2 separate regions of the Canis lupus genome follow, and region 1 is linked to region 2. Evidence: chromatin contacts called from public Hi-C data. All regions are on one chromosome and are shown on one strand. The core of a region is the stretch at or near the end of the contact, and the rest is flanking DNA. Distances in the headings are between cores, read along the strand shown. Region 1 holds the start of P2RX3 (P2X purinoceptor 3). Region 2 holds the start of YPEL4 (protein yippee-like 4).

What was found. A called contact is a pair of places that touch in the nucleus more often than the background predicts.
Region 1: a Hi-C map of blood shows a contact between it and region 2, with 2.8 times the contacts expected there. The contact joins the promoter of P2RX3 here to the promoter of YPEL4 in region 2. A contact is called at or near these places in 3 of 9 Hi-C or Micro-C datasets (amygdala and blood).

Annotation. Positions count from the first base shown.
Region 1 is chr18:39,267,101-39,272,168 of UU_Cfam_GSD_1.0, reverse strand. P2RX3 (P2X purinoceptor 3) reads left to right here and starts at 2,756. Exons shown (of 12, transcript XM_038563245.1): 1 at 2,756-3,944. The coding sequence starts at 3,826. SSRP1 (FACT complex subunit SSRP1) reads right to left here and starts at 1,680. Exons shown (of 18, transcript XM_038563247.1): 1 at 1,547-1,680; 2 at 917-1,052. The coding sequence starts at 970.
Region 2 is chr18:39,002,672-39,007,974 of UU_Cfam_GSD_1.0, reverse strand. It overlaps YPEL4 (protein yippee-like 4), which reads right to left and starts at 2,825. Exons shown (of 5, transcript XM_038563229.1): 1 at 2,619-2,825; 2 at 1-297. The coding sequence starts at 113.

The sequences.
Region 1 (5,068 bases), core at 1,507-4,006, 260 kb before region 2:
GCCCAAATGCAAGGGTACAATACACACTGTGTCCGGGGCACAGACAGTCCCACCCAACACCTACCTACACCGGGCTGGCCAGATCCAGATACAGGACCAACAGCTGGCAAGGGTGAGGGTCAGAAAGAAGAAAAAAAGTAACCTGGAAATCTGGATCCTAAAACCAAACCCTGGTAACCAGGTCCTTAGTCTGCAGTGGGGAATGGAGCGCACGACGACGGTCCCTTTCAAAGTCTGCAATCCTCTAACTCCTACACAGATGCTTTTTGAATAACGGTGGCTCAACTTACAACCTTTCAACTTTATGACGGTGTGGAAACGATATGCAACGAACAGAAACCATAATTTGAATCTGTATCTTTTCCTGAGCTAGCAGCAGGTGGTATATAATCCCCTCAGGACGCTGGTGCAGTGGTAGTGAACCATAGCTCCCAGCCAGCCACACAGTCACCCGGGTTGATCACCACCAGGCCACAACCGATACCCAACCATTCCCTACTCATTCTGTTTCACTCTCAGGATGGTATTTCATAAACCACATGAGGTGTCCAAACTCAATCATAAAATAAACCTTGTGATGGTTGCGCCGAAGCGCACGCCAACGTAAACACTCTGGGCCTGTTTAAAGTGGGTAAGACTAACCTGCCCTGTTCATCGGGTTAGAAACATTACTGTGATTTTTTTTTTTTTTTTTTTTTTGCTCAAACAGTATTTTCGACTTACAACGGGTTTTTGGCCACGTGACCCCACTGGACCCGGTAGGGAGATCTGCAGGCATTGCCTTTTGTTGGGGAAAACACCCAACTACACATTCCACTCGGACTCCTTTTCCAAAATAGCAGCATCATGGATAATGGATAAAAAGCCTACTCTCCTTCCATCTCTCAGCCTATCGAAAAGCCCAAGCCCTTCTTACCATGGAGCCTTTCACCTCCTGATAGACGTCGTTGAACTCCAGTGTTTCCGCCATTCTGATCAGCCCCTGTTGGCCTCAACTGGGAGCTGGGCCCCAACTCCTGGGTGGGTGTGCAGATACTCAGCAGGTTGGGAATCTGAATTCAAGAAGGGGGGGGTGGGAGAGTGGGTAGACAAACATCAAAGGCAGCACCTCCCTGAGCCCGTGGATGGAGCCAGGTGGCAAGGCCCGGCTGCACCTGGGATGTGTCCGGATCTCGTCTCCCAGGGACCCCACGGCAGGCCCTGCAAACCTCCAGGAGCCAGGCCCAGCCGCGGCTGGGGAACCCGGCCCGGAGTCGCGCTTACAGCGGGACCAGACGCCGGCTCGGGGCGCTCCAGCGGGCGCCATGGCAACGAGCAGCGGAACCCCGGGGGCTGCACCTCTGCGGCTCGCGACCCGGCTCCGAGGGCAAGGCTTCCCTCCCGGCGCTCCCGCCGCGCCGCGGCCCCGGGCCCAAGCCCCCCCCCGCCCCCTAAAATGGATTCGCCCGCCGCCCGTGGATTCGAACGCGGAACGGCCCATCACGGGCGGCCCGCGGGGGGGAGCGAGGCCCGCAGCCTCCCGGGGCACGCGGCGGCGACCACCCACCTCCTCGAGCGGCAGCCTCGCGACGGCCCAGGTGCGGGCGGTGGGCGCGCTGGGGGACGCGGGAGGGGGGGCGGGGACAGGGGGTCGGGGGGACGCTCGGGAAGGTTTTCCCGCGTGCGCGGCCCCGAGGCCCGCCACCGGAAGCGGTGCAGGGACCATAGAGAGAGCGAGCGAGCTAGAGAGACGCGAGCCCGGCCCGCCTGCGAGGCGGCCGCCTAGAGCGCCAGCCGGCCTGGAGGACCTGGGGGGGGCCGCGTGCGGTGCACCCTGCGGGGACCCCGAGGCGGAGGTGCCGGCGCGTAGGGCTCCTTCTTTAAAAGTCACACCTGTTGAGGGGAGGACGGGGTCCTGGGGAGAAGCCGTGCACTTGTCTCCCGTCTGACCTCCCGCGGACGCCTGCGTGCGCCTTTCCCGCGTCCCGCCCGGGACGGTCCTGGGGAGCAGGGGGCCGCGGTGTCGGTGTCGCAGTGACTGCCCCGTCCTCCCGCCACACGGCACCGGATGCTCTTTGAAAGGGCTTCTCTGTCCGCACCCAAAACTTCCCTCCCGAAGCCCGCAGTCCATGTAGGGGTGGTGGCCGGCGGGGTCCGCGGGGGGCGGGGCGGGGGCGGGGGGGGGTCACGGTCAGACCTGCCGGATGGCAGGGGGGGACCCGGTGCCCGCACCGAAGTGGATGGCGGGGGGTCCCCGCATCAGTGTGGATGGCGGGGGGGGTCCCCGCACCGAAGTGGATGGCAGAGGGGGTCCCCGCATCAGTGTGGATGGCAGAGGGGGGGGTTCCCCGCATCAGCGTGGATGGCAGGGGGGTCCCCGCATCAGCGTGGATGGCAGGGGGGTCCCCGCACTGGCGTGGATGGCAGAGGGGGGTCCCCACAGCAGCGTGGATGGTAGAGGGGGGCCCCGCACCAGTGTGGGTGGGGGGCGTCCCCGGTGCCCGCACCAGCGTGGATGGCAGGGGGGGTCCCCACACACCGGCGTGGATGGCAGAGGGGGGTCCCCACAGCAGCGTGGATGGTAGAAAGGGGTCCCCACCAGCGTGGATGGCAGAGGGAGGATCTCGGCATCAGCGTGATGGCACATCTTATAAAATCAGAGGAGGCCAGGCCTGGGAGAAATGGTGAGTATGTCCACTCCTACCTCCTTTGCAGATCAGAATACTGAGGCCCAAAGAGGATTTGCCCAGGGCCCCCAAATCTCTTTATTACCCCACCCGGTCCAGCTCTCCTCTGCCCTAATCACGATGAGTCTACATCCAGAATGACTGGTGGCACCTGTCCTACGTGAAGACATTAGGACAGAATATTTAAGTCCAAGACTTCCTGACAATCTGACTTGGTTCCGCCAGCTTGCTAACCCGACGCTGGCCTGAGAGGCAGCGGGCATGCACTGCTGCTCCCTGAACTCGTGACCCTAACCTCCGGGAAACGGCCACGCAGCCCTGTCCAGCAGCATACGTTCAATATGGCCCGAACCCCCACCCGGTTCTAGGATTTTAGAAAACTAGTGAACAAGACAGAAACAGCCCCAGCCTCCCAGGAGCATGTTATCTAACAAACGATTCAGTTAAGGAAACTCACAGGAAAACAAAGCAAAATAAAAGCAAACACTCCAATGTGGTTGACGCTATGCTGCGGGGCGAGCTCAGCCACTGCCAACCTGAGTTAGGGACATGAACTCTACGACTCCCTCCCAGGAGATCCAGAGAAATATTCAAGAGACCCTTCCCCCTGACCCACGGTATTGGAGACGACTCAGAAAGGGAGCGGATGGCCACTGAATTGCGTGGCTTTGGGAAGAGTCACGAATGAGGCAGGCACTCAGCCTGGGGAAGGCAGTTCAGTGGCTGGGGCTGGGACACTGCAGGGGGCTTTAAGGAGAGCGTGAGGCGGCTGGTGAGCAGGGAGGAAGATGCAGCACGGAACAGAAAGGGTAGACAGAGTGCAGATAAAACATGACTCCCAGAGGGCCCTAGCCAGCTGCATCCTAGGCAATCAGGAGCGGGGATTGGAGACCCCACCCCTGCCGTGACATCACAGGGGAGTGGGGTGGAGACGAACAAAAAGGGGGTCCCCCGCCCTGGCCTTGGACTCTTGGCAGCCCAGGGTGTCAAGAGCAGAGAGAGCCTGGGCGCTGCGCTAGGGTCTCCTGACTTAAAGGACCAGGCTCCCCTCCAAGCGGTTCCCTCCAGGCTTTGAGCTCTGTCTCCCTGTCCCGAGGACCTGTCCCTCCTGAGGCCACCACTGGGTCCCTCCTGAGTGGCCCCCGAGCGCTCTCTCAGTATGAACTGCGTGTCAGATTTCTTCACCTACGAGACCACCAAGTCGGTGGTTGTGAAGAGCTGGACCATTGGGGTCATCAACCGGGCAGTCCAGCTTTTGATCATCTCCTACTTTGTGGGGTGAGTCCTGTGGCCCTTTGGGTCCTAGCAGGGTGGTGGGGTGCTGCTGCCTGGTGTCCGCTCACTGTTGCTGTCCAGCTGCCTGAGCCTTTCCTCTCTTGGAAGAAACAGTCTTTTCTACGGAGTCAGGGATCTGGTCCCCAGATTAGTCCTCTTCCCCAGTAAATCCTCTGGAGTCAGAGAGTGGTTTCCAGGCACACACCCCAAGAAGTGGAGTTCTTGCCCCAGTGCCACCCTCAGCCAGGAGACGTCCCAGGTGACCCTCTCTCCTTCCTTTCCTGCTCCCACCAGAGAACAGACCACCCTCACGCCTTCCCATTCTCCCTAACCAATGCTTTGGGGTCTCAAAAAAGAAGAGGGAGCACAGAAAAGGGGAAGAGAAGACACCGACACAAGGGAGATGGGGATGGGGTGACCAGGTCAACGGTGAGGTGGGAAGGACAGAACTAGACCACTTTGGAATGAGGGATTTCCCTCCTGGCTTGAGGAGTTGGTGAAAGAAGGGGGCAAGGGGAGAAGCCCTTGCTCTTGGAGGGGAGGACAAAGCAGGATGTCTGCGCCCTGGGCAGGGGGAGAGACGAGGGCACAGATAACACTCAAGGGAAGAGCAGCTCGGGGGAAAGGTGGCTTTTCTGAACACGATACCGGGTCCCTCCTCATGAATCCAGAAACACTCCTCTTTGTCAGAAAGCGTGAATTCTCTGCTGCTGCCTAACTTTGCGCCATATAACCCATCCCAGGAGTTGCTTGAGAGCCGGTGGTCTGAACACCCCCTCTCGGCACCCACCTTCAGAGGCGTCCACCCCCCACACATACACACACGTGTGTGTGTGCCAAGGGCCATGGAGGAGACAATGGCCGGTGGGGAGGGGGGGAACACAGGTTCTTTCCTTGTGGTCATTTGCACACACTGCTGGACGCCAGAAACGACAGGCAGAAGCCTCTAGATCTTTCTTTCCCAGTGCGCCTGCCTCTAGTCTCACGCCATCCCTTGAGACAATGGTTCTGTGTGTGTGAGAGAGCAAACCACTGACGGCTGTCATGAGTTAATTCAAACCAGTCCAAGAAGACATCCGGTGTGCGTGCGTGTGGGCCAGAGCTGCGTGTGCATGGGCCCCCTTGCC
Region 2 (5,303 bases), core at 1,576-4,075:
AGGTGTGCGCGGCAGTGGACGCAGCTGTAGGTGCGGTGGCAACGGGGCAGGTAGCTGCGGAATGTCTTGGCGGGGAGGCAGGTGGGGCCCGGGCCAGGATCGCAGCTGGGCATGACCGGCTGGAGGACGATGCCCTGGCGGGCCGGAGGGGCTGGCGCCGTGCAGCCCCCACACAGACGGTCGCAGGTGAAGCAGCGGAGCAGGTTGGCTAGAGCCGTGTTTCAGGGCAGGAGAGATGTGGGGGGGCTGCCCGGCCAGGGCCCCCCCAGACGTGAACCAGATAGAAATGGAAGTCACCTGCAAAGAGGAAAGAGTGCATCAGGAGAGTCTTGACCTCCCGAAGAGCCCCTCCTCAGGGGGAATGGAGAAGACCGGATCTTTGGAGACCCTCAGCGTGCCATCACACTGTCTCTCAGGCCCCTGGAATCCCGGCTCTGCTGGTGGCCGGTCCAGGCCTCCGGTGCCACAGGCGGGGACGCAGTGTCTGTCCCTCCTGGGGCGGGAGGAGCCTTTACCAGTCTCCACCGAGAGCAGCCTGCTGCTACCAACGCTGCCATGGGAGCAACGTCATCGGCGGCGAGTGTCCTCTCCTGGGCTTCAGCCCTTTTGTGAGGGTCTGCATCCCACATGTGCTGGCAGGCTCGGGTTCAGAGCCTTTTACAAGTTGGGGAAGCCTGGCAGGTTTTCTCTTCTGCGCCTCTATTTGCAATGCAATTGGTCCTTCACAGATTTGGGAGGGGAGGGGGGGAGGCCAGCCCAGAAGGCAGGTACACACACACCCTAGTCAGCCCTCTCCTGGGGGCTGAAGTCCTGCACCCTGGGAACTAGAATTTCATAGATGTCTCCTTTGCTACCAGAGACCTCAGACGTGGCCCCTCGCCAGCCCTGCACTTTGGCCCACTCATTCCAGCTCAGAAACAGCAACTGGCTCTTTTCTCAGCCTCTGAGCCCCTTGATCTATATACTGCTCTTTGCTCACTGTTGCCTTAGCCTCAGTTAAAGACTTGGACATACAGCCCTAGGAGAGAAAATACCTTTCTTTCAGGCAACTCTAACAGCTGGAAGCAATGGGAAATGGGGATCACGTCGGGGAAGGCCGCATTCTGGGGCTAAGTGGTGTGCTGTGGGAGCAACGGGCAGCAGAAGCGGGGGGGGACTCCTGTTTTCCAAACCTATGCTTTGGGGTACAAGGCAGAGCATGTTTCCACCTTCCTCCTGGGGTAGGGACCAACAGCAGTGACTCTGTGGGTGACATTAGATAAAATTGCTAGGTTCTCATTAGGAAGGCCGAGGAAGATGTCATTATCTGCCCAGACTCCAGCCCCGAAGTGGCTGAGGGTGCTAGAGGCAGCAGATAAGAAGGGAGGGGTCATCTGTTGGCTCTGATAAGTGGGTGAAGTCCCGCCTTTTTCTCCATGGTGCCTTCGGGCCTGTGATGGGTGATTTTTTCAGAGGTGCCAGGTGGGTGCTCTGGCAATGCAAGACCACTAAGCAGAGTAGAGGCGGTGTGGCTGCGAGTGGCCAGGGCACACAGGCTCTCGTCCTGTCCTCTGCGGTGGCCGCCTGTGCCCCAGCTGTTCCAGCCTTTCCTGGGCCCGCCAGGTAGTCTCTCTGCAGAACCCCAGAAGAGCCCATCTTCAGTTTGAGGTCCTCTACCCCTGGCTGGGCCCTAGAAAGACACCTTGAGCTGAGTTCAGGGTGACATTGGGCTCCGGCCGCAGGAGATGGGCCTTTCTCACCAGCATCCAGCGTTCAGTGCCCACTTCCCAGGTCTGCCTTCAACTTTGCCTGTGAGTTCCCCTCTGCTGCGCTCCACCTACTGCACCGGCCAGGGGGCTTGCACTGGGTCCCAGCTCGCCAGGTCCTTCTCCAGCCCGCAGCTCCCCTCCCTCCCTCTCTCCCCAGCTTCCCCATCAGGCCAAGGAGAGGCTGCCCAGAAGGCCAGAGAATCACTCACAGGAGGGGGAGCAGGGGGTCATCGCTTCCCGGGCTCAGATCACAGGCAGATTCAAGTTGGGCAAATGAAGAAAAAAACAAAGGCAACCTGAGCACCAGGGAGAGGATGTTCCCCCAAGTGAGATGGGGCTGGACCGTGGGAGGTGGGGGCGAGAGAGCGCTGGCGGGTAGGGAGGGGGGGTGCTGAGCAACCAGCGCTGACAGCAGAGGTGCCCAGGAGGAGGCTCCAGGAACCAGGTGCGAATCCTGTGGCTGGGGGTGGGGGGACACGACACCTGCTCACAGTGATTTTCTCATCTGCTCCGAGGCTTCACCTCCCCCCCCCCCCAGGCTGGCATTCTCGGCATGGTATGGTCCAAATAATTAGCAGCGCAGCCAGCTCCCCGGGCGGGCGGGCTTCGGGGGTCTGCACCAGCAGCAAAACAATAACCAGTGAGGCCTGATGCAGCAGCCAAAGTTGCCGGGAAATAAGTGCGGGAACCGTCAGAGCTCGGAGAGGGATGGAGGAGCTGAGAGAGAGGAGCCGAGGCAGCGGGGAGGGGGAAGGGAGGACAAAGGGTGGATGAATAATGCTTTTGCGATGGGGAGAAAGCAACACGCAGCAGGAGGAGGAAATTTGCAAAGGGGAAAAAAATTCATTTGGAGAAGGGCTGCCCCCTCACCTTGAGGTCTGCTCCAGAGATCTCCGTCTATCTCTCTCTCTCTCTCAATCTCTCAATCTCTCTGCTCACTCTTCTCTCTTCTCTTTCCGCTCCTTCAATGGGGAAGGGGATGGGGGCGGGGGAGGGGAGTTAGGGGCTCGGGCCTGGGGCTGCCAAGCTGGCCAGCTGCTGGGGGGCCAGAGGTTGTCTCTCGTCTGTACCCCGGTCTGTGGGTGAATGTAGCTGTGTGTTGTGGAACTGCATCATAACACTGTGAGTCATCCGTCCCCCCACCCCCTCACCTCCCACGTCAGAGCAGGGCTGGGAGACACAGGAGGCGGGTCGGCAGGAAGGGAGGGGGCAGGCATCAGGGATGGGTCTAGAGAAGGGTGCAGGGGGGTGGGAGCAGAGGGCCGGCCGGCCGGGGAGGCGGGATGCTAGAGGAGAGGCTGGTTGCTGAGGAGAAGGCAGCGTGGCCAAGGAGACGGAAGGAACCTGGGGAAAGGATGGGGCTGGGCAAGGATGGAGTAGGGGCGGCAGGGCTGGAGGAAGGGAGGCGGCCAGGCGGTGACAGTGAGAGATGGATGCAGAGTCAGGCGTGTGCACACACATCCAAGATGATACGTTCCCCATCTCAGCTCGGACGCCAGCCCTGACGCAGGGAAAAGGAAGACATATTAATTGTCACACGGGGCCAACTGTGCCCCCAAGCTTGAACCGGGCGCTTCCAAGCCTCAGAGCCTCAGCTTGATGCCCCTGAAGGACTCCTAGATGGAGTCTGACCTCTCTCGAGCAGGCACCTCTTCTCAGCTACCTCCACGTTCCTTGTGCTTCGTGAACAGAGACGCCCACATTACGTAAGCTTCTCCACCGGGCTGTAAACTTTGAGAAAGGTCCTCTGGGCAACTCCTGTCTGCATCCCGGGACTGCAGTGCCTAGCGCAGAGCTTCCCGACGGAAGATGATCACACACCGGCAGTGGAGCTGCATCTTCAGACGTGGTCCAAGTGTCTGGCGCTGGTGTCAGAGAGACCTTAGAATAGCAGCTCTGCCAGTATAGTCACCAGGAACCGCTGGGAACTTACTGATCCTTTTTGTGCTGCTCCGTTTCCTCTTCTGCTAAGTGAAGCTCATGATACTGACCTCATGGAGATGTGAGAGTGAAGCGAGGTAACGTGTAAACACCTAAAAAGTGCCTGGCACGTGATAAGCACTTAGTAAACCGAAGCTACTTCAAAACGGTGTTCTCCACTTAATACCCTTAAACCCAGAGAGGATTTACTATTAAGTTCTGATATCTCAAGAGACGTGTACCAAATCTCTTTCTTATGAAGAACCTCTATGTTTCGGTGCTATTTTTCTATCAGCTTCCAATTATATTTCATTTGACTCAGATTCTGTTTCTCATGGAGTGCTGTCCTGTGTATATCTCTGAAGTATGTGGACAGAACATATCCTTTTTTTTTTTAAGATTTTATTTATTTATTCATGAGAGACACAGAGAGAGAGAGAGAGAGAGAGAGGCAGAGACACAGGCAGAGGGAGAAGCAGGCTCTATGCAGGGAGCCCCACGTGGGACTCGATTCCGGGTCTCCAGGATCACACCCCGGGCTGCAGGCAACGCCAAACCACTGCGCCACCGGGGCTGCCTGACAGAACATATCCTCTAAGATAAAACCCCCAATTTCTTTAAAGGATTTTTTAAAAAAGATTATTTATTTATTCATATTTATTCATGAGACACAAGCTGAGTCACCCGGGCTGCCCCCAAACCCCAATTTCTAACGGAGGCTAGCTACCATCTAGAAAATGAAGTGTGACAAAGATAGGTACTCAGGGAGGACAGCTCGTGGGTCATTTTTCTTTTCGCATGTAAGGAAGGGAAGCGTAGGTCAATGGTAGGTAATGGGAAGCATTGCTAGCTGGGTATGAAAAAATATAAGGAATTCTGAAGATTTAACCAAGGAAGATTCTGGGGTTGAAGATAAATTCTGAAACACAGTGCAGGTGCCTTGAGTGATATTATCAGAGGTTTGGAACTAAGAGGGAGACTTGGGTAAAGAAGGAAGTGTTTCTGTACGGGCAGTGGATGAGAGAGGAAAGGTAAGCAGAGGAGGGATTTGAGGAACTATTCTTGAGGAAAACAATGGGAAGTGGGAAAAAATGTAGGTGAGTAGTCCTTAAGGCAAGGATGGAAAGTTTGGAAGCAGAAAAGGGATGCCAATTAATTTAACTCAGGAAGAAAATGATCAAGGGTTTAGTTGGTGAGAATGAAAAAGACATGAGGACAGTCTTCTTTGGGGGGTGTGGAGATGGCAGGAATGCTTGGTGTAAGATGACAAGGGAGAAAAGGAGTGCAGGCAAGCCTAGATGCTGTAAATACTGTGCCCTCACTCTGTTTAAGAAGTAAGTTGGAGGGGATCCCTGGGTGGCGCAGCAGTTTGGCGCCTGCCTTTGGCCCAGGGCGTGATCCTGAAGACCCGGGATCGAATCCCATGTCAGGCTCCCGGTGCATGGAGCCTGCTTCTCCCTCTGCCTGTGTCTCTGCCTCTCTCTCTCTCTCTGTGTGATGTGACTATCATAAATAAATAAAAATTAAAAAAAATAAAGAAGTGAGTTGGAGGGACGCCTTGACTGGCTCACTAGGTGAAGTATGGGACTCCTGATCTCCGCGCTGTGAGTCAGAGTCCCATATTGAAGGTAGACA